3 separate regions of the Mus musculus genome follow, and regions 2 and 3 are each linked to region 1. Evidence: chromatin contacts called from public Hi-C and HiChIP or PLAC-seq data. All regions are on one chromosome and are shown on one strand. The core of a region is the stretch at or near the end of the contact, and the rest is flanking DNA. Distances in the headings are between cores, read along the strand shown. Region 1 overlaps Dscaml1 (DS cell adhesion molecule like 1). Region 2 holds the start of Scn2b (sodium channel, voltage-gated, type II, beta). Region 3 overlaps BC049352 (cDNA sequence BC049352).

Region 1 (3,000 bases), core at 221-2,720:
CACAGGAGAAGGGCATTTTGGGTAGGAGAGGATATGTGTATGTGTGTGTAAGTATGAATTTGTGTGAGTTTGTGTAAGTATGGCAGAGGTGCTCAACCTTACGGGATAGCTGTGTTTGTGTAGGAATGGGTTGTATTTGATGCTCACAGGGGCAGGGGACAGACTTCTGCCAAGAGCTCAGGACCTAGGGCCTTGTCCTGGGAAGGGGGAAGACTCTAGGCTCCTTTGCTTCTGAAGGAGGTGAGATCTGGAGAAAGGATAGGTGGTACCCCGAGAAGGAGGTAAGGAGGTGAGGATGTGGAGACAGTGATATGCAAGGAGCTCTGACTCAGAGCTGCAAGGCTCAACACGGCACATCTCAGCTGTCTGGGATGGCCAGGCCGTGCAGCTGGATGGAAGGCTGCAAGGGTGAGCCCATGGCTTACCATGGACCCTCAGGTGGAGGCTTGCTGGCTCTGTCTCTGTGGACAACAGGGAGGCTTCTCTCCTTCCAAGGCAAGCCAGGCCTGGGAGAGTCAGGTGAGCTTGGGATTGATTGGGGAAGGGAAGGGGCAGGGCAAGAGGAAGGTGCCTAGAGGCTGGAGATACTGGAAGACTTGAAGCTTACTGTTGCCAGTTCTTCTGCCCCTTGGCCAAGACAGACAAGAGGCCATTGTTCCATTGTGTGAGTGATACTGAGTTTTGGGTAGGACCTCAGAGCTATCATTCTCTTCAAAGATTGGGAATACCTATGGGCAGTCCCTCATGCCCAGATCAGGGATCAGTGAGGCCTGCCCTGAGAAGGTCTTGTTCCCCAGCCTGCTGGCGGGTAAAGGAGCACTGAGCCTGCACTTTCTGGTTGCAGCATGAGGCTTTCTCTGGAGTCCCAAAGGCCCCATGGAAGCATCCATGTATCCCATATCCTGAGATGCTCCTCATTCAGGAGCTGAGTGCTAAGACCAAGGCTCTGCTGTGGATGGGGGCTGGAGGGGGAATCTCAAGTCAGAGGAGAGTTAACAGTATAGCCCTCAAGCAAGGGCCTGATTGTAGCTTGTTGTGTGACTTTTCCAGAGTCAGGGGGCAGCAGAGGGTTATTCTTTGGTGGATGCAGAAGGGAGACTACTGGCCATCTCCCCACAGCCAAAGTACTGGGGAAGGGACGCAGCACCTATTTGGGAGGAGCCAGAATTCTGCAAATGAGCTTCTGGAAGCTTCTATCAGACCCTAGGCACAGGCTTCTCACCCTTGCCAGCAGGTTCAATGGTGACCTTCTCGCTGCTGTTCCCCCTGCCTGCAGAGGTGACCGCAGCCACCCATAGCAAGTACTGCTGTCCCCGGTTCAGGTGGGCGATCCGGTAGAAGAGCTGTTCAGGACTGGTCTCGTACTCGCTGGGAGCCTGTGGGCGGAGACAAAGTCACACTATGAAACAGAAACCGTGCCTTGGCCCCTTGCCTGCCATTGTCCTTGGTGTCCTTGGACAGGATCTGTCCAGCACGCTCTTTCCCAGCCTGAGAAAGGCAGTGGACAGTACTGTGCTGGGCTCAACCCCGGGAGCTGATGGAGCTAGTCCTGCAGTATTTGTAGGCCAACCTTGGTACCCCTCTCGGTTATATAGGCTTTAGTAGCTGTGGCTACAGGCCAACACATATGGGTATTTTGAGTAAATGATGAGAGGCAGTCAGAGAAAGGAGAATGAGGGACTTGGGGTCCCAGGAAGACCACATGCAAAGAGAAAGGTTCTGTGGAGAAGCCAAATGACTGCCTTTGCCTTGTTAGGGCTGTAGCCAGCCCTCCAGCCTGTCCCCTGCCTAGTCACCTCCCCGCCCTGCCACCTAATTACACTCTTTCCTTCTCAGGATGGGGTAGAGAGGCAGTGGGGAGAGTTGTACTGGGCAGTACTTTATTAGTGATTATTAGTAGTATGGATCGCTATATATATTTGTAGGTTACATAAATCTATAACATTTTTTTAACCAAATGACAGTTTTGACAAGTTGCCAACAAAACAATATCAGATCCCAGTGGTTTCACCAGTTGCTTTGATGAAAAGATTATGTTGCCTTGGAAACCAGAGGCTCAGATATTGAAATGAATTTGAGAAGGCGCTTTTGATAAGCGCTAGTTTGTAGCCCTCCTGTCAGCCTCTTCCTTGGCATCGGCCGGATGGGGCTGACTTTCATTTTATTTTATTTTATTTTTTTGGCCAGCCGCAGGGAATGGGGGAGAGGAGAGCACTAGGGCCCCTCTGAGATCAGGGCGCAAGTCCAAGGAGGGGGAACAGTTCCTGGAACAGATGGGGGCCCTGAGGCCAGAGGGAGCTGGTAATTAGTTATCTCTGCAGTCGTGAGATCTTGCAACACAGGCTCTCCTGCACATGGCTGTGCGGATGCACACATGTGCTGAGAGATAGATGTCACCGAGGGACATTCTCCATGGCCAATGGGAGAGCTGAAGGACCCAAGGACTTGTAACAGGACAAAAGGAACGTCCTTTTCTTGGCCTCAGGCTGTCTGCAGGGAAATGATGGGAGAAGGTACATATATCCTTATAATGTGAGCAGGTATCTCATCACCGTCCTTCCTGCCTTCCCCAGGAGGGGTGGGCGAGTGATGCTGTGACTAACCTTGTGCACAGTTCCTGTTGGGGACAGGTGCAGAGCCACTCTGAGCCCTTTTGGGCTAGGGCATCTGGGGACTGGTGAGTTCACGACAGTGCAAGACTGGAGGGCGGTGCCATGCCCAGGGTGCTTGCTGTCCTTACCAGGCAGGGAACCCGTGTGGCCTGAGCTCTTCCTCCCAACAGATTGGGGAGCTTAGTTCTTTTGCAAATTAGGAATCTACAACCTTGTCTCTTCTGGGCTGTGACGCTGAGTCACCCAGAGGCAAGGAGTGCACAATTCTTTGAAAATTAGAGTGCAGTTCTCTGTGCTCATTTTCTGTGGGTGTAGAGGTGTGTGTTTGTGTGTGTGTGTCTCTGTGTATGTCTGTGTGTGTCTGTGTGTCTGGGTGTGTGTGTATGTG
Region 2 (3,000 bases), core at 291-2,790, 620 kb after region 1:
AAGACGAAAGATGTTAGATCTTTATCTTGCAGGTTACCAGGATTGCTTCATGTCTCTGTTATCCCTGTGGGCCCTATACCCAGCATGAGAGGGAGGGGGGATATACCACCCAGCACAGTGAGAAAGGACACAGAAGGTGGGACAGAGAGACAGAGACCAGCATAGAGACAGAAAGAGAGACAACAGAGAGACAGACAGATTGAGAGAGCTTATAGTGGGACCTAATCTCACCTAAGATCCTTAAACTTGACCCTCAGGCACTACAGAGAGAATTTTAAGAGTGAGAGTAAAACTGTCCACAAGGCAGGTTTAGAGCCCAGCATGGTGGCACTTGTCTGTAATCCCATCACCCAGGAAGAGAAAGAGACAGGAGAATCACTGAAAGTTCGAGATCAGCCAAGACTACAAAGTGAGACCTTATGGGTTGTGGGGTGGGGTAGAGTCGGGAAGCAGGCCTACAAATAGCCTCCTAACATACCTGCCTAGTACGAGGTCTCTAGGTGTTCAGCTATGAAATTGGCTTTGGGACCTTACGACAGGGTGGTCTGCAAGGTTGGGCTGGACCACGGAGACTGGTTTTAAAGGAACTCTCCCTAGGTTCCACTTACAGTTTGCTCCTTTTCCCAGGATCCTGGGCACCTGACCTCATCCATTCCATCTGGTTCACACCAGGGGTGCCTGCCTCGGTAGCAGCTACTCTGGTGCCTCTCCTGCCAACCCGGAGCTGGTCCTTAAGCCTGATACCCACCTCCTCCCACACGCATCCCAACAAATTGGTGGGATAGGCTCAACTCTCTGCCCCCAACTCTCGAGAACGCGATCTCCTTTAAATCCACCAGATCCCAGGGAACGGGCTCACAAATGAGACTTTTAAAGAAGCCAGCAACTCCTATGAGATCTCTTGGGAAGTAACTGAAAATGAAAACATGATGATGATGGTGGTGGTGGTGGTGGTGGTGGTGGTGGTGGTGGTGGTGGTGGTGGTGAAGAGAAAAATCCCTGAAGAGACCGCAGAGCAGCCTAGCTCTGCCCCACCCCCACATGGGTCCACTTCAGGGAAATCTACAGGATGAACCACCTCTTGATAAATTTGACCATTTTCATCCCCGAGCAACACTCACCCTCTAGTCAACATTTCTGGGAAGGAGAAGCCCAGCATCCGGCAGTCCCAGCTGTCCCAGATCCCCAGCACGCCCCTTCCCAAGGACACAGAGGGAAGCGGCTCACACTCCTTCCCTCTTGCCCCCTCCCCCGCCCCCTCCTCTTTCCGCTGCAGCTGCACTTCTGACCCTTAGGAGCATGCAGATGTGGTTCTAACTTACCCAAAGAGAAAAACAGACTGAGCCCCGTGAGACTGAAGGCAGGGCGAGGTAGCCAGGCATCCCTGTGCATTTTCAGAGACTGTGACGTTAGGCGGGTGGGCTGTGGGAAAGGGTGATTGAGGGACCAAGGACCACAAGGTAGGAATGGTTAAATGCTAAAAAAGAAAATGCACGGATGTACTTCAAAGACATATGCAACATTGAGGAAGCTTTATTTCCATCTCTCTAATATGGCCGACTTGTATGTGGCTGCTAAAAAGAGAGGGGGGTGGTGTATAAGGGAAAGGAAGAAAAAAAAGGGGATGGAGTAAATATTGTGGTTGGTGGATTTCAGAAAGCAGGTGGGAGGGCATAAAAAAGATATTCCTGGAAGAAATTAAGTTGCCAGAAAATTTAGCCTCTAAACTCAGAGCTCAATCAAATTTTGCCTTCCTACTGCATTTGAAATGATTTTTAGACTTTGAAAATTGTTAGAGAATTCTAGGTGAGGTGGCACGTGCCTGCAATCCTAGCACTAGGGAAACAGAGACAGGACTGCCTTGAACTCATAGCAGTCCAAAGCTAGCCTAGGCTCCAAAGCAAGACCCTTGCAAGAGAGGGGAGGAAGGAGGGGAGAGAAGGAGAGAGGGAGGGAAGGAGGGAGAGAAAGAAAAAAGGAAAAAGAGAAAGACTGTTAGAGCCATCTGTTTTTATCAAAGGGCTGTAAGGAAGTCCTTTTTATCATATGAATACGCCCCAAAGGCCTGTGAGTTGATTCCCTGGGGAAAGTGCTTGTGGCCACTGCCAAGCATGATGACCTGAGTTTGATCCCCGGGAACACACCTGGTCACCCAGCAGAAGGAGAGAACTGATCCCTGCAAGTTATGGTCTAACCTCAACACATTAGTGGCACCTGTATACTCATGCTACATGCTCTCTCTCTGTCTCTCTGTTTGTCTGTCTGTCTCTCTCTGTCTCTCCCCAACACACACACACACACACACACACACACACACGGGGAGGGGCAAGAGAATAGATAGATCATACATACGTACGTACGTACATACGTACGTACATAGATGTAAACACCCAGGAAAGAGTTGCCTTTTGTTGTTTGGGTTCAGCGAAGTGGGCAGGAGGCTCTTGGAAAGTAATGACTTCCTCATTGCTCTAGCATTTCCGCAGAATACAGAACTTGTCAGAGAAGGCTGATGCACAAATGCCTAAGAGACTTTTACAAGAGAATAGAGCATGGACCTCTGAGGGACCCGGATTCAAACAAATCAACAAGGAAAGGAACAGGTTTTGAGACAAGGGGAGCAGGGAGCGAATGTAAACTGGACGTTGATTATGTCAACAAATAACGTCTAATGCTGCCGGGTATCATAAAGATAGTGTCTGTGTTTTTAACACCCGTGGGTAATGTAGCTGATGGTCCCAGATGATTGGTGGTGCCTGGGGCACACTTCCCTTGGCTTTGGTGTATGTTTGAAACTTGTTATTTCGAAGGAGGGGAGAATACAGGTTGTCACAAGTAGAAGTTAGGAGAGAAGTGGCCCTAAGCAAAGAGGAGAACAGAGCCAAGCGTATCACAGGTCCTTAAACAGCAATCATTTATTTAGCTGTGCACATTTATCTGTCCACAGTGAGGAATCACAATTTGATCTTAACGTTAGGTCCAATGTACAGGTGATAGATC
Region 3 (3,000 bases), core at 236-2,735, 520 kb after region 1:
TCTCCTAACCAAAGCTGGGGAGCTGCCAACCTGGCTTAGGGAACCTCACTGGGATTCTGTCCTGAAGCCTGCCACCCTCCACCTCAGTCACTCCACAGAGAGCCAGGTGCTCTTTCCAAACAAAACAAAAACAACCAAGTCAGCCTTGTGCTTACACAATTCCTGCCAGCTGCTCCTCACCTACAGTTGTGGTCTCCAAATTTCTTTGATCTCTGCAACCACACACACACACACACACACACAAAGATACTAATGCATGCATGTACAACCTCACTTGCACACACCCACACAGTGTAGACTACATCATGAGTATATGTGTGCTTATTTATGTCCAGGTTTGGATATACCCACCATCATCATTAGCCCACACCCAAGGATGATAAGTCTCTATATGAGTGCTCCAAGAGCAATAAATCTCCACATGAGTGTTTTATTTTTTAAAGAAAAGAGATATACATAAACATTTCAGTATTTTTCATCTGTTCCAAGACATCATTTTGCACAATCTCAAGGTTCAAAAATCCTAATTTGGAGACTTCTCATAAAAAGTCTATATTCATGTTCTATAGCTGTGTACGAGCCGTCAAACAAAGCTGCCTTTTGTGAGTTTCTCATCACAGGGCTATGCATTCATTATTCATTGAGTCGTGTGTGTGTGTGTGTGTGTGTGTGTGTGTCTGTGCACCACTTGGCTTGTATGCCCAGTGCCCTTAGAGGCCAAAAGAGGGTGTCAGATTCCCCTGGAGCGAGAGTTACAGATGGTTGTGAGCTACCCTGTGGGTGCTGGAATTTGAACCTAGGACCTTGGAAAGAGCAGCCAATACTTTTCACTACAGAGCTGTCTACCAGGCTTATTTATATCATCTTCGTACAGGCTGCCCCCAGAGACGTTTCTCAATTGGTTCTTTTGGAATTAATCACAAATTCTCTAAACACACACAGCCTCCTGTCTGGGCTGAGGGTGTCTCTCTCCACTGTATTCAGTCTCCCCCCTGACAAAATCCAATTTATCCCGCTAAGCTCAGTTCAAATGTTCTGTCTGCAGCGGTAGCTGCCTGTGCCCCCGGCTGTTCTCACACTAGTGTTTGCCAGCGGATCACCCTGTGATGTCTGTGTTAAGTCTCCCTCCTCGCTCGTGAGGAGCTTCAGAGGTAGGGGAAGTTTGCCTTCCTCACCTCAGCGTTGAGTCTTAGTAGCCAGCACATTCTGGGTACTCAGCACACTTTTGCTCAATGAACATCTCTCCCAGAGCCAGGGAGAAGAGCCAGAGACAGCTGGGCCTGAAGATGTCAGGCTCAAGGTCTTTCATTCTGGCCCTATGCCTACTGTTCTGCACATGGCTACATGACCGGGCAAGATAGAAAGAAAGGTGGGGAGAGGAGGGGCTATTACGTAAGGAGCATCCAGGATGGCCCTGCCTATCGACCTCACAGAGTAGTGTTCACTGATGGCCTTTTGGGCTGGGGATGAAGTCTACTCAGAGAGCTTAGGGGAGAGCAATGAGTCCCCTTTTGCCTGGCACCGCTATGTCTGTGTTTCTGGAAGCCCTATGGAGGCCAAGGGGTATCCAGAAGCCAGCAGCCGTCACCCTCCCACCCGAAGCATCACTATGTGGCCAAAAGCACTCAGTCAAGCCAGAGGCACCAGCATTATCAATAAATGATCATTTGCAGGGCGTGCCAAGGCCTGGATGCAGACGATCTAAAAAGCTTCTCCTCTCCAATGGGGTCAACCACTGAACTCATCTCTTAATGGTCCACCTCAGACCTCCATCGCCCAGATGGAAGCCTGAGTCATCCCGTGGCTACCTCAGCCAAGTCTGCTCATCCTATATCAGCAGAATCTCGACAGCCGGCAGTCCAGCATATTTCCCCATGCCAATTCAAGTTATCCTGCCAAGCACAGGCTGGTGCTGTTGGGACAGATCCCTCAGTCTCCACATCTATAAAATGGGAACATACAGACTTCATGTGCAAGGTCATTAAGACAACATTAGAAAGAGCATGTGTGATGGTTTGTATATGCTTGGCCCAGGGAGTGGCACTATTAGGAGGTGTGGCCTTATTAGAGTAGGTGTGACCTTGTTGGAGTAGGTGTGTCACTGTGGGTGTGGGCTTTAAGACCCTCATCCTAGCTGCCTGGAAGTCAGTATTTTGCTAGCAGCCTTCAGATGAAGATGTAGAACTCTCAGCTCCTCCTGTACCATGCCTGCCTGGATGCTGTCATGTTCCTGCCTTGATGATAATGGATTGAACCTCTGAACCTGTAAGCCAGCCCCAATTAAATGTTGTCCTTTATTAGACTTGCCTTGGTCATGGTGTCTGTTCACAGCAGTAAATCCCTAACTAAGCATGTAAATCAGGACCAGGCTGCACAGTGAGGTGAGAGGTACAGCTCTGTCTTCATCTTCATCTCTTTTCCATCTTTCACCTGGACTGTTGTAACTGCCTCGTACCTGGTCTCATCATCTCTCTCCTCTTACTAAATTGTGGTTCTCTATGGAGGGGGCTGCACTTGACATTAAATTCATAATAGTCACTACCAAGGCACCATTTAGGGGCCAGGTACTGGTTTCTCCTGGGAAGACCAGTAGATGGTCCCCTGGAAATACTTGACAGTTTTAGCCATATATTGCTATGGTTCTCAGTATGTGCTGAGAATATAATCCTTAATCAGCACTAAGCGACGAAACCTAATGAGAAGTGACTAGCCTGTGGCGGCAGAGAAAAAGGATTAGTGCCATGATAATAGAGTGATTTGTTGAAGAGGGAGTGGGTTCCTTAAACAAGACTCTTCCCATACAAAAGTTTCTCCCCTTCTTTGTCCCTCCCCTCCCCATCCCTTCCATCTTGCCATAGTTTGAGTAAGAAATATGCCCTCCATAAGATCATTTGTTAAATGCCTGGCCCCCAGCTGGGGCTGGTCCTTTAGCTGGGAACATTGTGTCATTGGGGGCATGCCTCTGAAGGTTACGCCTGGTCCACAATCCTTCCTCACTCT

The links. Hi-C and Micro-C count contacts between places; a contact is called where the count stands out from the background. HiChIP or PLAC-seq counts read pairs in DNA pulled down with a chosen protein or histone mark.
Region 2: a contact with region 1 is called in an H3K4me3 HiChIP or PLAC-seq map of forebrain, with 3 times the contacts expected there. The contact joins the promoter of Scn2b here to the enhancer-like site in region 1. A contact is called at or near these places in 5 of 39 promoter capture datasets (the 3T3-L1 cell line, the C10 cell line, the HPC-7 cell line and 2 more), 2 of 115 datasets of contacts at active chromatin or transcription factors (astrocytes and forebrain) and 1 of 9 other capture datasets (embryonic stem cells).
Region 3: a Hi-C map of cerebellum shows a contact between it and region 1, with 2.5 times the contacts expected there. The contact joins two enhancer-like sites. A contact is called at or near these places in 2 of 39 promoter capture datasets (embryonic stem cells and hippocampal neurons), 2 of 15 datasets of contacts at CTCF or cohesin (embryonic stem cells and large pre-B cells), 12 of 484 Hi-C or Micro-C datasets (the AML12 cell line, the HL-1 cell line, cerebellar granule neurons and 7 more) and 2 of 9 other capture datasets (macrophages and pancreatic islet).

The regions. Positions count from the first base shown.
Region 1 is chr9:45,738,856-45,741,855 of GRCm38.p6, reverse strand. It overlaps Dscaml1 (DS cell adhesion molecule like 1), which reads right to left. Exons shown (of 33, transcript NM_001081270.2): 21 at 1,223-1,376. Among named protein-coding and RNA genes, the nearest start is that of Cep164, 88 kb to the left of the region's middle. Within about 2 kb of position 1,470, at least 49 of the 459 cell types and tissues checked have an H3K27ac peak or open chromatin away from gene starts, as enhancers often do. A contact at or near this core is called in cerebellum and forebrain, where this site is marked.
Region 2 is chr9:45,116,416-45,119,415 of GRCm38.p6, reverse strand. Scn2b (sodium channel, voltage-gated, type II, beta) reads right to left here and starts at 1,540. Exons shown (of 4, transcript NM_001014761.2): 1 at 1,323-1,540. The coding sequence starts at 1,392. All of the region lies in intron 1 of Gm10684 (predicted gene 10684), which reads left to right.
Region 3 is chr9:45,214,071-45,217,070 of GRCm38.p6, reverse strand. All of the region lies in intron 1 of BC049352 (cDNA sequence BC049352), which reads right to left. Among named protein-coding and RNA genes, the nearest start is that of Tmprss4, 12 kb to the right of the region's middle. Within about 2 kb of position 1,485, at least 8 of the 459 cell types and tissues checked have an H3K27ac peak or open chromatin away from gene starts, as enhancers often do. A contact at or near this core is called in cerebellum, where this site is marked.